Regions from separate parts of the Muntiacus reevesi genome. Here region 1 is linked to region 2. The links are chromatin contacts, called in public Hi-C maps. All regions are on one chromosome and are shown on one strand. The core of a region is the stretch at or near the end of the contact, and the rest is flanking DNA. Distances in the headings are between cores, read along the strand shown.

The links. Hi-C and Micro-C count contacts between places; a contact is called where the count stands out from the background.
Region 1: a Hi-C map of muscle shows a contact between it and region 2, with 4 times the contacts expected there. The contact joins the promoter of INIP here to the promoter of HSDL2 in region 2. A contact is called at or near these places in 2 of 3 Hi-C or Micro-C datasets (blood and muscle).

What each region holds. Positions count from the first base shown.
Region 1 is chr10:32,761,876-32,768,806 of mMunRee1.1, reverse strand. It overlaps INIP (INTS3 and NABP interacting protein), which reads left to right and starts at 3,779. Exons shown (of 5, transcript XM_065947274.1): 1 at 3,779-3,935; 2 at 5,207-5,289. The coding sequence starts at 5,265.
Region 2 is chr10:32,549,323-32,556,294 of mMunRee1.1, reverse strand. It overlaps HSDL2 (hydroxysteroid dehydrogenase like 2), which reads right to left and starts at 5,621. Exons shown (of 11, transcript XM_065947165.1): 1 at 5,518-5,621. The coding sequence starts at 5,609.

The DNA.
Region 1 (6,931 bases), core at 2,530-5,029, 210 kb before region 2:
CAGTGGTTAAGACTCTGCACTGCCAATGCATGGGGCACAGGTTTGAACCCCGGTCAGGGAACTGAGATCCCACGTGACATGGCCAAAAGATTAAAAAAAAAAAAAAGAAGCAGCAGCAGCAGCTAGGGAATTTGGAGAAGCACCAGTTCAGTTCAGTTCAGTCACTCAGTCGTGTCCGACTCTTCGCAACCCCATGAACCGCAGCACGCCAGGCCTCCCTGTCCATCACCAACTCCCGGAGTTTACTCAAACTCATGTCCATCGAGTCAGTGATGCCATCCAGCCATCTCATCCTCTGTCGTCCCCTTCTCCTCCTGCCCCCAGTCCCTCATCACAGGGCTTGCATTTTATCATTAACAATCTAAAATGAGTCTTTCAGCAAAATTTGTTAAATTTATAGATGGAACCAAATTTGTGGAGTAATTAATAGTGCTAGTTCAATAGTTTAAGAAGAATAAAGGCCTTGAATTTTGACAGAACCATACTGCTGAAGAGCATACTAGCAACACACAGTGAGAGTCCATAAAGCATTATTTGACGAAAGGATTAGATCAGCTTTTCAAGCAAAAGTGAGATTCTGGCCTACACACTCAAGAGCATCCTATAGAAAAGGACACATCATTCAGCCTGTATTTTTATTAAACTTCTATTGAATAAATGAAATGGAAGGGCACATTTCTGCTTCACTATGTTTAAAGATCCATCAGCGGGTGTACCTGCTTAGCACTCTTCTGGGGATTCTGAGGAAACTGGCATGTACTGGAAACCTGGTCCCTTAGAGGTGACCACATTAGAGGAGATGAGCGCGCTACACTGCACTCAGGTTGCCAGGTCCAAGAGGGGCTTAATGAAGTGTCGTGAATTCTCTACGGAGCCCACTGAAAACAGTAGGGTTCAATCTATTTAATTAAAGGGACAGAACAGTGGCAAAAGAAAAGTTTCTCTTTAAAGTCAATCAATCTGGACTTCCTTGGTGGTCCAGCCCTTAAGAATTCTGCCAATGCAGGAGACACGGGTTTGATCCCTGAGTCAGGAAGATGGAGAAGGAAATGGCAACCCACCCCAATATTCTTGCCTGGGAAATCCCATGGACAGAGAATGGTGGGCTATAGTCCGTGAGGTCACAAAAGAGTTGGACACAACTTTGTGACTAAACAACAAGTTATCATACTGGCTTCAGGAGGAAGCACCTCACAGACTGTTACCTGGAATTTCCTTATCAGGTGACAGAGCCCCACGTCTATCACACGCATTCCTTTTGTCTTGGACTTTCCACTAGTAGATATGTAGGACTTACATATTTATCAAACCAGTCAATCCTAAAGGAAACTAACCCTGAATACTCATTGGAAGGACTGATGCTGAAACTGAAGCCCTAATACTCTGGCCACCTAATGCAAAGAGTCAATTCATTGAAAGAACTTGATGCTGGGGACGATTGAGGGGAGGAGCAGAAGTGGGAGACAGAGGACAAGATGGTTGGATGGCATCATCAATTCAATGGACATGAGTATGAGCAATCTCCAGGATATAGTGAAGGACAAGGAAGCCTGGCATGCTGCAGTCCATGGGGTTGCAAAGAATTGGACACAACTGTGAGACTACAACAACAATATACTTACCTGAACTATTGACTAGATAGATGGGTGACACAGTGGTAAAGAATCTGCTTGCCAACGCAGGAGACTCAGGAGATGCAGATTCGATCACTGGGTTGAGAAGATCACCTGGAGGAGGAAATGGCAACCCACTCCAGTATTCTTGCTTGGAAAATTCCATGGATAGAGGAGCCTGGTGGGCCATATATAGTCCATGGGGTCGCAAAGAGCCGGATATGACTGAGCAGACACATTGACCAAGATATGGTCAGGCACACTGACCAGTGAAACACAGATCTTTTTTTCTTTTCTTTTTTAAGAGTTTACATTTTGCAAACTTTATTCAACATTTTCCTTTTTCAAACTGTGGTTTCAGATCTGACTATCCAACGTGTTGATAGACATGTAGCTCTACTGTGCTGGCATTAGGCAATCCCACAAGGAGTGACTTCTTGATCTGAGATGTGATACATCCACTTCTTAAATACACACTATTGCAATTGCACAGCAGTAAAAAATTTCTACAAGTTTCACTTCAGTCGCTCAGTCGTGTCGGACTCTGCGACCCAATGAACTGCAGCACGCCAGGCCTCCCTGCCCATCACCAATGCCCGGAGTCCACCAAAACGCCTGTCCATTGATTCAGTGATGCCATCCAACCATCTCGCCCTCTGTCGTCCCCTTCTCTCCTGCCCTCAATCTTTCCCAGCATCAGGGTCTTTTCAAATGAGTCAGCTCTTTGCATCAGGTGGCCAATGTATTAGAGTTTCAGCTTTAACATCAGTCCTACCAATGAACACCCAGGACTGATCTCCTTTAGGATGGACTGGTTGGATCTCCTTGCAGTCCAAGGGACTCTCAAGAGTCTTCTTCAACACCACAGTTCAAAAGCATCAATTCTTCGGCACTCAGCTTTCTTTATAGTCCAACTCTCACATCCATACATGATCACTGGAAAAGCATAGCCTTGACTAAACCGACCTTTGTTGACAAAGTAATGTCTCTGCTTTTTAATGTGCTGTGTAGGTTGGTCATAACTTTCCTTCCAAGGAGTAAGCGTCTTTTAATTTCTTGGCTGCAATCACCATCTGCAGTGATTTTGAAGCCCTTAAAAATAAAGTCAGCCACTGTTTCCACTGCTTCCCCATTTATTTGCCATGAAATGATGGGACCAGATGCCATGATCTTAGTTTTCTGAATGTTGAGCTTTAAGCCAACTTTTTCACTCTCCTCTTTCACTTTCATCAAGAGGCTCTTTAGTTCTTCTTCACTTTCTGCCATAAGGGTGATGTCATCTGCATATCTGAGGTTATTGATATTTCTCCCAGCAATCTTGATTCCAGCTTATGCTTCCTCCAGCCCAGGGTTTCTCATGATGTGCTCTGCATAGAAGTTAAATTAGCAGGGTGACAATATACAGAGGGACTCCTTTTCCTATTTGGAACCAGTCTGTTGTTCCATGTCCAGTTCTAGCTGTTGCTTCCTGACCTACATACAGGTTTCTCAACAGGCAGGTTAGGTGAGCTGGTATTCCCATCTCTTTCATAATTTTCCACAGTTTACTGTGATCCACACAGTCAAATGCTTTGGCAGAGTCAATAAAGCAGAAGTAGATGTTTTTCTGGAACTCTCTTGCTTTTTCAATGATCCAACGGATGTTGGCAATTTGATCTCTGGTTCCTCTGCCTTTTCTAAAACCAGCTTGAACATCTGGAAGTTCACGGTTCACGTATTGCTGAACCTGGCTTGGAGAATCTACAAGTTTAGTGCTTATCTTATGTTTAATTAAAGTAGAAAAGTATCCCCGGGATCTGTGTACATTAAGATGCGCAACCCCAACAGGGTTGTTAAAGCTCGCTCTCCGAGTGCCAACCGCAGGCAGCTCTGCCTCAGTCCCAACCTAAGTGGATTCACACTTGCTGGGATGGTGGCTTTTCTCCCCCCAGCGGTCTGGACGGAATAGTTACTTGCGGTGCTAGGGACCCATTCTGTCTCTGCCCCGCCCCTACGTCCCTGCGCGCCCCGCCCCCTTCTGGCCCCGCCCCCCGGCCTGCAAGTTCCATGAGCCTCTCTGGCTGCCACTCTTTGGAAAGGAAGTGGCGTATGCATGAGGTTGGCAGTTAAAGTACGAATCACCGTGAGGAGCGGCCGTTGGGTCCAGGCGGGAGGCGGGACTTCCGCTCCACGTAGGTAGGTCACTGGGAGGCGGAAGAGCAGCGGGGGCTGGAAGGTTGTAGAGTTACATGTTGAGCTCGAGTTGCGGGTGTTTAAGTGGTCGCGCCCCTTTTGGAGAACGCGACCTGACGGCTAGGCGGTCCTGGGCTCTTCCGCCTCGCGGTAAGTAGGATCGCCTGGCGGCGCCGGTTATGGAGGTGTGTGGCCCCGGTGCTGACCTGCCGCCGTCCCTTGCCATAGGACAGTGGCTTCCCCGTCAGCTTTGCCTCCCAGCATTCACTCCCCGTGTTGTCCTGGGTCTCAGCCGCAGCCGCTGCGCCAGCCTTCCACGCACGCTCCAGGCACCCTTCTGAGACGCTGGTCCAACCTTGTCACGTCTCTGCTTGACGTCCCCATCACAAGATGGCCCTCTTGTTCCTCCCTTCCTAACCCCGTTTCGCCTGCTCTGTACTTAAGCCGCAGGAGACACCTAACATTATTTTCTTCAAAACCGACATTTGTTTACTAGCTCTTTCCCTTTCGCGCGCATATTAGAAGGCATACCTCGTCATGCCAGTAGAATCAGTTCGTCTCTGCTCACAGAGCGTTGTTTACGCCTTGTAAAAAGCGCGTATTAAACTTTTTTTAGTATGGTTGTTTGAATGAGACTGTGTTTTCCTACTGGATTGTACATTTCATGAGAGCAAGAGTAGGATCTTGCTCATTTGGGATCTACCCAAGGCCTAGTTCAAAAGCACGAAGTTTAAAACTAATCTTATTCGCACTAGCTTCATCACCTTGGGCATAATCTCCCCATTTATAAAGTGGTGATAAATAAAATAAACTAATTTCAGTCATCTTACATAGTGTACAGAGTATATACTGGATAAATATTCGGCTTGTTTCCCTTTTTAGCCTTGAGCAGTATACACAGTAGTTGTTAGGTAGGTATCTTAAATGAATCCAAAGGCACTATAGTTGAGTGATTTTTGCTTCCTAGCCCTGTAATCGCATTGATAGCATCAATTAGTTGATACATTTGGTAGTATTTGGTAAACATAACCTAATGATGTAATTAAAGACAGTAATGCTAACTGTTGGTATCAACATCTGCAAGAATAAACATTTGACTTTCACTCTCTAATTAAGTGGGCTTCCCAGGTGGTGCTAGAGGTAAAGAACCCATCTGACAATGAGGGAGACATAAAAGACGATGGTTCCATCCCTGGGTCAGGAAGATCTCCTGGAGTAGGAAATGGCAACCCACTCCAGTATTCTTGTCTGGAAAATCCCATGGACACAGGAGCCTGGCAGGCTTTAAGGTCACAGAGTCAAACATGACTGAAGCAACTAAGCCCTCTAAATAACTTGAGGTGTTTGCTTTAAGTTGTGTGCCTTTCAGACATATATTTCTGAAGAGATGAAGATAAGTGTGTACACATTATTTTTCACAGGTGTTTGTAAAGTGCTGCCCAGTTACCCCTGAACATAGTTGAAACAGAAAATAGGAAGATGGCAGCAAACCCTTCAGGACAAGGTAAGTGCATCCTGGAATTTCTTTTATTACTAGGAACTTTTCCCCTCAAAGTATTTTGATAGAAAATTTAGCATAGGGCAGTTACTGTAGCTGGAATTAAAAATGAATAGCAAAAAGAAAAGACTAGCAAAGTAAAATCTCATATTTGAAGCAATTCCAACATTTTGTCTATATGTCAGTCAGTTCAGTCGCTCAGTCGTGTCCAACGCTGCGACCCCATGAACCACAACACGCCAGGCCTCCCTGTCCATCACCAACTCTCGGAGTTTACTCAAACTCATGTCCATCGAGTCAGTGATGCCATCCAACCATCTCATCCTCTGTCGTCCCCTTCTCCTCCCGCCTTCACTCTTTCCCAGCATCAGGGTCTTTTCAAATGAGTCAGTTCTTCACATCAGGTGGCCAAAATATTGGAGCTTCAGCATCAGTCCTTCCAATGACTATTCAGGACTGATTTCCTTTAGGATGGACTGGTTGGATCTCCTTGCTGTCCAAGGACTCTCAAGAGTCTTCTCCAACACCACAGTTTAAAAGCATCAATTCTTTGGCGCTCAGCTTTCTTTATAGTCCAACTCTCACATCTGTACATGACCACTGGAAAAACCATAGCCTTGACTAGATGGACCTTTGTTGGCAAAGTAATGTCTCTGCTTTTTAATATGCTGTCTAGGTTGGTCATAACTTTTCTTCCAAGGAACAAACAAACGTCTTTTCAGTTCATGGCTGCAGTCACCATCTGTAGTGATTTTGGGGCCCCCCAAAATGAAGTCTATCACCGTTTCCACTGTTTCCCCATCTATTTGCCATGAAGTGATGGGACCAGATGCCATGATCTTAGTTTTCTGAATGTTGAGTTTTAAACCAGATTTTCACTCTCCTGTTTCACTTTCATCAAGAGACTCTTTATTTCTTCTCTTTCTGCCATCAGGGTGGTGTCATCTGCATATGTGAGGTTATTGATATTTCTCCTGGCAATCTTGATTACAGCTTGTGCTTCATCCAGTCCAGCATTTCTCATGCTGTACTCTGCATATAAGTTAAATAAGCAGAGTGACAATATAAAACCTTGACATACTCCTTTCCCAGTTTGGAACCAGCCTGTTGTTCCATGTCCAGTTCTAACTGTTGGCTTCTTGACCTGTGTATCGATTTCTCCGGTTAGGTGGTCTGGTATTCCCATCTCTGTAAGAATTTTCCAGAGCTTGATGTGGTCCACACATTCAAAGGCTTTGGCATAGTCAATGAAGCAGAAGTAGATGTTTTTATGGAACTCTCTTGCTTTTTAAATGATCCAGCAGATGTTGGCAATTTGATCTCTGGTTTCTCTGTCTTTCCTAAATCCAGGTTGAACATCCGGAACATCTAAATCCTATGTTTTAATCTGTGTTAATATTGCTCACATTGTAAACTTTAGGTCCTCCTCTGACATTTGTTCTCTTACTTTCTTACTTGAGATCAGAACCACTTTTGAAGAAGTTAATATTGTCATTGGGCCATATCCATGCCTTTATTTTCATTTGCTTGAAAAACTTTCCATATACATTTCATCTGTATTAAGAGCTCCTTAAAGCAAATCAAGTTAGATACATCCCAAGGAAGGAGTTTTTGTTTAGTTTAAAAGTAAGTTTTCAAAAGCAAAGTT
Region 2 (6,972 bases), core at 4,372-6,871:
GGCACCTGGACTTCAGACTTCACGTCTTCAGAACGTAAAAAAACAAATTTCCACCTGAAGCCACTCAGTTGGTGGCAGTCCTAGGAAATAAACACATTCTTTCTTCCCCTGAAAAAAGAATTTCATTCTTGTTGTTGCTGTTTGTTGTTGTAGTTGCTAAGTCATGTCTGACTCTTGCGTCCCCATAGACTGTAGCGCACCAGACTCCTCAGTCCATGGGGTGTTCCAGGCAAGGATACTGGAGTGGGTTGCCATTTTCTACTCCAGGGGATCTGCCCGACCCAGGGAGCGAACCTGCATCTCCTGCATTGGCAGGTGGATTCTTTACCAGGGAGGAATCAACGGAGCCACCAGCGAAGCCCAAGAATACTGGAGTGAGTAGCCTATCCTTTCTCCAGCAGATCTTCCTGACCCAGGAATTGAACCAGGATCTCCTGCATTATAGATGGATTCTTTACCAACTGAGCTATCAAGGAAAGACAGGTTAGAGAAGAAAAAAAGACCCCAGGAACACACTCTCATTCACGGCCGAGGGGACGACAAGGATCATTCTGCTAAAAAATCAGACCAACAAGAGATGGTATATTAATATTTATTAATTTTTATTAATATTTATTAATACTGTAAGATACAACAGTATTCAAATTACTACACTGATATGACTATCAATAATAAATCTACCAAGTAAAGTTCAAGATTTCTTTGTACTCTCTTGTCCTTAGAGCAGATGTCTCTAAAGGTATACAAATTACTATGTTAAAATTATTTGAATTATTTTTCTATGTATATTTATGTGATAAGCTTGACATACAGTTAAGGTCCTCTGTTTATGATGGCAGTCCACTTTAGTTTATCACTTTCCTCTCATCTTTGATGAGGGATGCTATAAAACCTATACTTGATTTAAAAGTCAAATCTGCAAACTCCCTGGTGGTCCAGTGCTTAGGACTCCTGTGCTTTCACTGCCAAGGGCCTGGGTTCAATCCCTGGTCAGGGGAACTAAGATCCCACTAGCTGCACGGTGTGGCCAATAAAAAAGTCAAAACCTTACAAATGTGTATATTTAACGAAGTTCAATCCTTTGTCTATAGATTCCTTAATTTCCACTTACCCTTATTATATTTCTTTTTTAAAAAATATGCAGACACACACACATATATAAAACATATCCTGTGTGTGTGTAATTTTCCCTTCCTTTTTATACAAAAGGTAATATACATAGAGTTAAAGTAATTTTTAAATGTAAGTATTTAGATAAAAATGTCCCAATTATTGCTTTAAAAAGCCCTATCCATAGCAGATGCAAACTATTACATATAGGAAGGATAAACAACAAAGTCCTACTGTGTAGCACAGGGAATTATATTCAATATCCTGTGATAAACCATAATGGAAAAGAATATGAAAAAGAATGTTCATATCCTTTTCCACTATGGTTTTGAGAGAGTCAATTCCTAGGCAGGTTGATAAGAAGTCCGGGGTGAAGGAGTCTTTTGGGCCTAGAAAAGAGAACTACAGTCTCAAAGGCCTCTTGCTGAATCATCTAACTTCGGAGAAAACAAAGCATAACTTTAGTTCCACTCTGATGCTCCAGGCCAGTTGCATCTATCTGGGACTTATCACCCCCTGTCCGGAAACCTTCCACCCCCTACACCCACCCAGAAGACTTATCACCCCCTGCCCAACTATAGAGTGTCATCCCAACAAAAGAATACTCAAAATATCCCACTTGATTGACGTTTCCCTTATCGCTTCCACAAACCTCCCTATAAGTATGAAGCCTCCCTGATCCCTTTCGGCGCTCAGCCTGGTCGTTTGGCCGACTGTCGCCCCTCCTTGCCTGAATAAAGGTAACCTACTTCTGTTGAGGTCGTCTTTCCTTTTCTGCCTCGCCGGAACTATGCCTTACACGTGGGTCCCTGAGGAGAGAGGGGTCTGGGGTTCTTGAGGAGGAGGAAAGGGCAAACTTTTTTTTTCTCTGCATATCTTAGTCTTAATCACATAAAATGGTTTTTTTCCTTTAAGCTCAGAACTGGTAAGACAACAAACAACTCAGTTTCAACTTTGTACTAGGGATTATAAAACAACAACGTTTCCTGCTTGAGGACAGCTTCTCCTTCCTGAAAACCTTCCAATTAATCCTGATATCTGAGAATGTATATTATGGGAGTGGGTCTGGTAGGATCTTTCTATTGTTAAATTCTAATCCATTACCCTAAAATGTAAATTGTGGGAGTGGGTCTGGTAAAAATTTTACAACCTTGAGACATTCTTTTGATTTACTGTAATAACTAATTTAAAAAGTATCTGACTCCCTTGCTAACACTAGCAAAGGGAGGCATTCTCCAACGCCTTCTGATGTCTATGTCAGAAGCTTTCTCTGTCTCCTTTCTTACTTTAACAAAACTCCGCTACACAAAAGCTCTTGAGTGATGAAGCCTGGTCCCTGGTCCCAAAGCTAACTCTTCTTCTTCAGAGATCAAGAATTTGACATCGTTCACCATAAGCTACCAGTTTATATATATACATATATGTGTTTGCGGGTTTCCCTGGTGGCTCAGACGGTAAAAGAATCCATCATCTACAATGCAGGATACTTGGGTTCGATCCCTGGGTCGGGAAGATCCCCTGGAGAAGGGAATGGTTACTGAATACACTCCAGTATTCTTACCTGGAGAATTCCATGGACAGAGGAGCCTGGTGGGCTACAGTCCATGGGGTTGCAAAGAGCCAGATACAACTGAGCAACTAACACACACATATTTGTTAGTGTGTGTGTACATATATATGTATAATTGACTCACTTTGCCATACAGCATAAATTAACACAACATTGTAAATTAGCTCTACTTTAATAAAATAAATTTAAGAAAAAAGAAAAAAAGCTCTACTCCTTTGCCTTTGGTCCACTTGGATTGATTCTCAGTAGGATGAAGGGCATTTTCATGCTCAAGGTCTCAGGCACTGGCAGAAACAAGGGCAAAGTTCACTTTCCTCTTAACCTGAAAACCACTGGGTCTATACCTCCATTTCTAAAGCATCAGAACCAGAGTGTAGAAGGTGAGAAAGCAAAAAGATTCCAAATTCCTCATTACTACTGGTAGATGACTAAAACTTGCTAATGCAGAGTTAGCACTACAATTTTCCAAAATTCCCTAGTACCTCAAAATCATGGTAAATGTGATGAATCTTTAACTATTTAAACAAAAAAAGCAATCACTTCAAAAAAAACACTATACAAGTTAAAGTTCATTTAGAAAAATAAACATCTGAAAGTAACAAAGAAAATTCTGAAAAAAAAAAAATCTAGATGAGGCAGGAACTAGCCTTCTAAGATACTAAAACACTTTATAAAATTAGAGTCATTAACATAATTTAGCACTGGTACATGAACAGATAGACCAAAGTAATAAAATAAAAACGATCTCTATTCATACAAGAATTCAGAGGTGGAATTTCTAACAGAAAGAAAAAATAACTAGTCAGTCAATGGTGCTGGAACAACTGTACAGCCAGCCATCTGAACCAAAATGAAGTGGGTTTCCTAACTCACTTCCTATGCTGAAATCTGAGTCAGGGAGGAAGAAAAAGCGCACGAAAATTCCAGAAGAAAACTTACAAATTAAAAAAAAATCTTTGTTTGAGATGGCCTTTTATAGCTTTGTCACAAAAACACGAAAGTCTTAAAAGATAACTTGATTATCATTGATAACTCTGATTCAATAAAACCACATGGTTCTGCATGATAAACAAATAGGATAATCAAATTCAAGATGCAATGAAAAAACACTGAGAAAAAATTTCTAACATGTATGATATAGAACAAATTACTTTTCAGTAGAGAGATCTCAGAGATCAATCAAAAGCCTAACTGTGTAAGCCAGGCAAAGGAAAAGATACACAGATGGTTTTAAACCAGGATTTCTCAATCTCTACACCATAGACATTTTGGGCAAGATAATTCTTTACTGTAGGGGGCTCTCCTGTGCCTTATGTTTGCCAGCATCCCTGGACCCCTCATTAGATGCCAGTAGCACCCCACTCAATTGTGACAATGTGTTCCCAGATATTGCCTAATGTCCCATGGGTATTAAAATTACTCCTCAACAAGAACTGCTGCTTTAAACATATAAAAAGATCTGCTTCCTCACTCTTTGGTGCAGATTTTAACTATAATGAGGTGTCATTTTTTCCTCTAGTTAGATTTTTATTATCAAAACAAGTATTTTTACTATCAGACATTTTGCTGTTTACCAATGTGTTGGGTTAGGAAATCACATTAATTCTTCTCAGTGTGCAGCCTCTTTGGAGGGCTTTTGGTATTAGCCATCAAACTTGAAATGCTTACACTCTTTGCTCCAGCAGCTTCATTGCCAAGAATTTATCACGTGGATACACTCAAATATGTGCAAAACAGGTGAATACAAGGATAATCACGGCAGAAAAGATGGAGTAATAAAAAAGCTAGAAATGATCTGGTATCCAGTGATGGGGATAGGTTAAATAAATAGAACATTAAAAGGGAGAAAGATCTAAATGTACTGAAAACAGGTCCCAAGACATATTAAATGACAGGTAAAAATAGCAAGACCCAAAAGGGGCTTTGCTATTATTTTGTAAAGTGGAGAGTGTGTTTGTACGTGTTTAGGATTGTGTACCCAAATATGTTTATAAATACACAGAGTATCTTTGGAAACCCACCAGAGAGTAAGTAGGGGACTGAAAGTTAAGAATAAGGAAACAACCTTTGGAGCTTTTTAAGTCTTTTGGCCATGCGCCTATATATTTCAAGCAAACTTCAGAACGAACATGTCACTCAGCTCAAAACGTCCATACAGTACATAAACGGAAAATAGAATGGGATGGGGGGAAGGTGCAGAGCTTGCTTCTCAAGTCGAAAAAGTTCTGGAAACTGGTTGCACAACAGTCCAAACATTCTTAACACTACTTAACTGTACACTTATCAATGGTGACGATGGCAAACCTTACGTGTATTTTAGCAAAACTCAGTATCATCTCAAAGTAAAAAAAAAAACAAAGCCTCCCCAAAAGACACTCATCCTTAAAGGTTAGCTTAGTTTGTTACTAGCTTGAAACTCCTTTTTAAACGCCCCTTATTTTCTCCTTCCAGAATTGAGATCTGCATAAGTGGGGGACTCATTAACAGTAAGAGCACAAGAGTTCCTGTGACCTTTCACCCAGGACACGCGGCCTCCAGCAAGACAAGCAGCTGTATCTCTAAACCCAAAGTTGGGACCCGCCCTAGAGGGGGCGGGATGCCTCACTCCGGATCCGTTATCTATGAGATTTTAACACGACTGCCACCCTGAAGTACACACCTCTGCGCTACTTTTCACAAGTTACCGCAGGTTAGAGGAATACTACATCCAGCGCGAACCAGCGTTTCAGATCGCTCCGAGCTGTATCATTAATCCTCCCACCGCCGGGCCAGGACCACCCAAGTGAGCCACTCTGCCTGGGCCGGTTTCCTCCCCCACGGCGCCAAATTACCCTTACCCGGTGTTGGGCAACATGACTGCCGCAGATCGGAGTCGGTGGCGACACGGACTCAACGAGCGACCACAGAAAGGTTGATTTTTCCCCAGCATTTAGCCCCGCCCCAGACCCCGCCCCTGGGTCCCGCCCCCCGAACTCTGCGGGAGGTGCTGGGCTCTCCAAGAGGGGGGAGGTGGCTGAGTGCGCCTGCGCACGCAGTGGGCCTCGGTGGCGCGCGGCGCTGGTTTCCTCTCCGCAGCCTGTCCTCTAGAAACCCGCGCTACGCGCAAGCGCTGTGAGAAACAACTCCGCCCCGCCCCTCCTGCGGGGTCTCTACGGTGACAATTGGCCTCCAGCCTGCGCGTCTAGAGGTACCGGGCGCGTCAGCCGCCGAGTACGCCTTTTCCCGGCCTGTGGACGTTTCCCCGCCGCCACGCCGAGTTCCTTTGCCAGGGGGGTGGCCGTTTGAGATGTGCATTAGGGACCTTGAGGGCTGAGATGCTGGTTCTCAGCGGACTTTGGCGCTTGGTCCCCTCGCCGTCCACGCTGGCACCAGGACATCTGTCTGCCTGGCTGCGCGCGCGCCCTCGGAGGCCCGTCTTAGGAACGCTTTTCCTGGGCAGATAAACGCTCTTCTCCTAGAAGCCGGCCGGCGGCGCATTTCGACTATCCCACTGAATCTGGACTAAAGCCAGCCGGAGAGCAGCTTGACAGCCCTGTGGTGAGAAGTGGCTTCTGAATCTGGGCTCTGCAGTAGTCACTCTTGCCGAAGAACTCGGAGTTAACTCTGATTTTTCTACTCTTTGTCAATATCTCGGGGAGGAAATACCCAGACTCAGTGCTGGAATAAGGTGAATTCTGGGACTTAGTATTGCTTTTGGTAGTATACCTTGGACATAACTCAGCTACCCTAATGAACTAGAGACTGCCACAATACTTTTAGGGAGACGTGAAGAAATTCTGTTTTGAAGAGGTTCAGTTCAGTTCAGTCGCTCAGTCGTGTCGGACTCTTCTCTGACCAAGAGTCCATGCAGGCCCATGGACTGCAGCACTCCAGGCTTCCCTGTCCATCACCAACTCCTGGAGCTTACTCAAACTCATGTCCATCAAGTTGGTGATGCCATTCAGCCATCTCATCCTCTGTCGTCCCCTTCTCCTCCCACCTTTAGTCTTTCCCAGCATCAGGGTCTTTTCCAAGGAGTCAGTTCTTCCCATCAGGTGGCCAAAGTCTTGGAGCTTCAGCTTCAGCACCAGTCCTTCCAGTGAACATTCAGGACTGATTTCCTTTAGGATTGACTGATTTGATCTCCTTTCAGTCCAAGGGTAAAACAGGGTAGAATAAGGCTGAAGAGGTAGAACAGGATAATGAGGTTGTTATGTAAGGACTAGCTGAAGAAACTAACCTGGAAATAGGATATGTACTCTCCCTTTTATCAGAAGCCGTAAATATCTCAGTTTACTCATTTATATCACTTG